Linked DNA regions of Zea mays: region 1 is linked to region 2. The links are chromatin contacts, called in public Hi-C maps. All regions are on one chromosome and are shown on one strand. Each heading gives the region's core, a stretch centred on a gene start, on an enhancer-like site or on the middle of the called end of the contact. The rest is flanking DNA. Distances are from core to core; before and after follow the strand shown.

Region 1 (2,700 bases), core at 50-2,549, 160 kb before region 2:
TTTTTGGATATTCCTTATTTAACAAAGTACAGATAGGCTAAAGTTTTTCCTCCGAAATAAATTAAATTTGAAAACAAAACCATATGCAATCCCTAATCCAACCCCATGTCCCCACTTCACTTTAATATGTCAACTATAGAAAGCGTGAAGATGGGAGTACTGTCCTCCATCCTATTTATAGAAATTCTACATAAGCAGAGAACAGAAATTTCAATACATTGCATAACGACCGGTGTTGCAGTAAAGCTGTGCTTCTTTGATACTCAAAAGGCACTGCGTGTTGCAGCTATTTTTAGCGAATTGGCAGCATAGATCTTTACAGTTGAAAGAACTACCACAACTGTAAGCTTCCTATGACAAGTTGACAACTTAAAGCACACACAACCATAATGCCGATAACTAGGAGATTGTGGAGAAACAAACAAGAGCAAGCCCCAAATCCAAGTATCACAGAACCAGAATTCCAGAAATGGCCAGAGGCACCGGTAAAAAAAAAGCATCACACGTGCGTACGTTCTCATGGTCCATGTGGCGCAGCAGCTTGATTTCCCTGAGCGTCCGCTTGGCGTCGATGTGGTTGTCGAACGCATTGCCAACCTTCTTGATCGCAACCTCCTCCCCTGACTGCGAGTTGACAGCCGCGCTGAAACGAGGGAACAGCCCCCAAAATTACTTAGTACAAGATTAGCACATCTACGGGCTATGCAGACAAACTTTGCGGCAGTGACTCGTCTCTCCATAAATCTTTGCCTAAACCGCCACAGCCGCACCAAATCTACACGCGCAACCACGGCGCGTAGGCAGAGCAAAGACAGCAGCTCGATTTGCCATCACCAGCGGGGGGAGTGGGGAAGGAAGGGGAGGGGGAGGGGACGCACCAGACAATGCCGTAGGCGCCGCGACCGATGGGGCGGATGGGTGGGGCGTACTTGGAGGAGACCTCGAAGAGGTTTCCGTACACGTTGTACAGCACGTAGCGGCCCCCGTGCGTCGCCATACCCTTGATCTGCGCTCCACCGCCGCCGCCGGAGGAATCCATGGTTCCTTTCGCCTCCTTCCTCGCCTCTCTGGAAGGGGGCGTGGAGGAGGGACCTAGGGTTATGGGGCTAGGGTTGGTGCAGCTTGACCAGCGTCTAGTCGTTGATGGGCGGCCTCAAGGACTGTAGTGGAAGAAGCTTCCCTCCTTTTGACTTGGGCGGCGACTGGGGAATGGGGATGGATCCGGAGCGCAACGAGGAGGAAGGAGGTGGAGCGGTGTTTGGGGGAAAACACCTCATGTTTTTTTTTATTTAAAAAAATTATATTCTACGGAGTACATTTGTATTTCCTACCCCCTCGCTTTCTCTTCCGAATTATAAGGTACTTTATTTTCTTAGAAAAAACCAAAATAATGTAAATTTATTTTAAAAATATAATAAAATAAATGATTTAAGTGTTTTAAACAATCAGAATATACCTTATGATTTGAAATGGGGGAATACGTGGTCATGAACCTGCCACATATGATCCAGTGAGGTAGCCGGTGACATGACCTTGTTGCGTACTAGGTGTAGCGTCATCATTAAGTGACGGAAACATAAATGGTTGGGAGAGAATAGGATTCTAGTTCACTAATGATCAAGTATAAATAGAGCTCTACTTTCTGGTTTTAAGTTTTATCCTTGAACTTATTATTTTGCTGATGAAGCGATTCTATTGAGGAGCATATGGTAAAGCAATTCTGATGGTGATTGAACTGGGAGCAAATAAAAAGTGGGTTCTCTTTTTAACTTGTAGCTTGTAAAGTAAATATAGAAAGGGCTCTATATAATAATCAGTTCGAAGCATGATCCTACCAATTAAGCTCTCAAGTTATGGTGTCTATAGCTATTTCTCAGAGCAAACAATGAAAAAATAATACAGTACAGTACATGCTAAGAGTTTGGAATTCAACTTACAGTCGTACAGAAAGCAAGAAATACCTTCATTTCCTTACGCGGTGCATTGACCCGTTTACTCGTCAGCATGATATGGGATCAGCATCAGCAGCCAGAAATGTCAATCTGCGATGCGCTTGACAATTCCAACTCCCAAGCAGTTGGCATGGAGGGTTTCTCTTCTCTTGGGGGCATGGCGCTGTGCCTTTCAACCACCTCTTGACCTTGCTAAGAGCCACACGTTTCTTCCACGGTCGATGTCAAGGCATGAAGATGGTGTGGATCCATCATATATAGGACGATCTGTGTGAAAGCTCGTCTGGCCGAAATCCGAAGTAATATGAAATCACGAGCTTGCATGCGCCCTGATCAATGTGAGGCCATCGCTATCGCATTCTCTACTTTAAACTATACTCTATAAACAGTGTCAAACATTATCATCTACGATGTTATCTATGTAAGAATTTCAATTAAGCTCACGACTATTAAAATTTTCTAGGTCATAAACTTTTAAATTTATTCATCATAGATTTATACATCTTAACTTTAAACATAACGTGACATATATACAGTCATGCACCAATGCGGTGTTCAAATTAAATTTAACCCATTCTTCTTGTTTAGCTCCCTCTCTTCATCAGCCTCACATGACACCATCGCTATGCTCAGGGACGGATCTACGTCCGGGGCTGCAGTCCACTAACTCAAACGAATAGGCCCATATCGTCTCCAAAAAATAGGTCACGTTCACGTCCGCTCCTCAGTCCAGCAGGCAGCCGCGTCC
Region 2 (2,700 bases), core at 182-2,681:
ATTAAAATTTTATTCAATTTATCTGGTTTAATCTTGAAAATGTATACAGAACTCTAAAGAGCAGTAAAGTTTTTTTTAATATATAAAAAGTAGCGTGCAGTAGTTGGCTCGAAGGCCCAGTATGATATCTATTCAGCCCAGTTCTTTTAAACTACTGCCACTTTATTTGCTCATCAGTACAAGGCCTGGGCTTCACTCTCTTTGTCCGTTCAAGCTTTCAGCGAATGGATGAAATGAAAACTACACCTCCTCATTGCCCTTCGTGTTCGCTGACACCATGGAACGAGCTGATCATTCGGCGATGTAGCCATCAGTTGTTCCAGACCCAGCTTTCTTAGGTGTTAGGATGAGACACCAAACATAGATTTGTCTTATCATTTAGTTCTAATCTGTATAATTAGTTTTAGAATTTTAGAATATATTTAATACTTCTAACGAACATCCAAACATTCGATGTGACATGAACTAAAAATAAACTAAAAACCATTTAGAATTGTAACTTTCAGCCTGTTCGGTTGACTTTAAACCGTACTTTCTTCTACTGTTTTTACAATGTTTTGTCTCTATAGATTATAGTTGTAAATGCATGTAGGGTGCGATAAACTAAATTTTACATTGTAAGGTTTAAAGATCAGATCAAATTGGAATTAGATCTATTTATATTCATTTTTAAAATAAAATTTAGTTAGGGTATTATTATTTTGTAAAGAAGTATTTGAATCGTGATCATTACCACTCCTACTCGTGAGGGGTGATTTTGTTCTTTAAATACTAAAACAGTACTCCCTCTGGTTTCCTATTAGTTGTCGTTTTGGATAAGGTTCGAGTCAAACTTATAAAATTTTGACTACAAATAACTATTTCGTTATTTAGTTTTGGAACCTAATATTTATATGCACCAATTTATCATAAAAAGTACTTTTATAAAAGTATAAATATATTAAGAGTTTATTTGTATTTTAACAAAAAATACTGGTCAAAGTTATATTTTGGAGACCATGTCGTTGTCCTAAATGACAACTAATAGGAAACCGGAGGGAGCAGGTACATAATAATCCTGGCCCGGCACACATTGATTTTCGAGATTTTCAGAGGATCCTAGCCCAATGCAGGCCGAGGTACGACTGGCAAACAACCGAGCGTAGGCATGAGGGACGCGGGTCCTCTGAATTTATGCATTTGTGCAGTTGTGTCACTGCACGTGGGACCCAGTTCTGCTCAGTCCCGCGTGTCAGTGACCCATCCACAAATTCAGAGGATCTCAATCCAGGCATGAGGCGGCGCGCGCCGAAACGAGCAGGCAACGTGCCACCGGGCACCCACCACGTGTAGGCTAGGGCGCCACACCCCCCTCCTGCGCCAGCCACACGAGCCGTCGCCCGATGCACCCGCACCACGTAAAAAGATGCACACGTCTCGGTCGCCCGCTCGACGCACCGCACACCCTAGCATAGGAGGCAAAGAAGTACAGAGGGAGGAGGCGGGCAGCAGATACGCGGCGTGACAGACACCCAGGGCCAGGAAGGGTGCTGTTTATCCATGCTGCTCCGGCTGAAGATCGTCGTCGGCGTCCACTCGGTGGTGCTCCCGGTTCCTGTTCCAGGCGGCTATGGCCATGGCGCCTGCTACGCGGCAGTAGAGCCCTGCTGGCGCCGCAGCCGGAGGCCAGCGCTAGCGGCGGCGGGTGGCCTCGTCGCGAGGCGGCCGAGGCAGAGCGCCACGGTGGTGATGGCGCTGAAGGAGGAGCCGGAGGGCAGCAGCCGCCGCGGCTTCGCCGGCGGCGGTCCGAGCTGGGACCCCGGGCTGGAGATCCAAGTCCCCTTCGAGCAAAGACCGGTAACCCCAGATGCTATGTCTAGTAATTCAGATGACTGATTTGTGGACATTATTTCATATTTCCAAACGTTTTTTTTTTTTTGTTTTTGTTTTGGTGCAGGTGAACGAGTACTCTGCTCTCAAGGATAGCGCCCTCTACTCGTGGGCGGAGCTGAGCCCAGGGTCCTTCTTCCTCCGCCTCGGCGGCCTGTGCCTCGTGACCTTCACTGTGCTCGCGGCTCCAATTGCCGCCGCAAGCTTCAATCCAGGAAAGGTGCGCCGAAATTCGGATCCCCAGCCTTCTCTGCATACGTACGTCCCTGTGATTTTAGCTTGGCCATTTCTTCCTTGGTCTCTGAAATTCTGCCCAAAGCCACGCAGGATCCACTCAAGTTCGTGCTAGCAGCTGGGATCGGGACGCTGCTTCTGGTGTCACTGGCGGTTCTCAGGATATACCTGGTAAGGACATGATCGAGAGAAGAATTGGTGGTGTCGACTTTGCCGACGGATTAATTTGTTCTCAGCTTGTGCTAGTCTTGACTTGAGCTAGCGCCGTCTACCGTGTCCCTGTGCAGGGGTGGAGCTACGTTGGTGATCGCCTGCTGTCAGCGGTGGTACCGTACGAAGAAACCGGATGGTACGACGGCCAGATGTGGGTGAAGCCACCAGAGGTGAACAAAAAACAAACAAACATGATTCAATGGCCACCAAGATATAGCTAGTTGCACAGATAGATCATGTTTACACTTCTGCATTTCCATTGAACTACAGGTGTTGGCCCGTGACAGGCTCCTGGGATCTTACAAGGTACTAACGCAAATTCTTTTGGCACCCCGCCCCCAAACAAAGCACACTTCATTTGTGGTAAGTCTCACCGACGACGAA

The links. A called contact is a pair of places that touch in the nucleus more often than the background predicts.
Region 1: a contact with region 2 is called in a Hi-C map of leaf, with 7 times the contacts expected there. The contact joins the promoter of LOC542144 here to the promoter of LOC100278439 in region 2. A contact is called at or near these places in 2 of 25 Hi-C or Micro-C datasets (both in leaf).

Annotation. Positions count from the first base shown.
Region 1 is chr9:130,842,958-130,845,657 of Zm-B73-REFERENCE-NAM-5.0, reverse strand. LOC542144 (salt-induced MAP kinase 1) reads right to left here and starts at 1,299. Exons shown (of 7, transcript NM_001111769.2): 1 at 879-1,299; 2 at 514-643. The coding sequence starts at 1,039.
Region 2 is chr9:130,680,193-130,682,892 of Zm-B73-REFERENCE-NAM-5.0, reverse strand. It overlaps LOC100278439, which reads left to right and starts at 1,431. Exons shown (of 7, transcript NM_001151717.1): 1 at 1,431-1,836; 2 at 1,937-2,089; 3 at 2,197-2,274; 4 at 2,391-2,486; 5 at 2,587-2,622. The coding sequence starts at 1,540.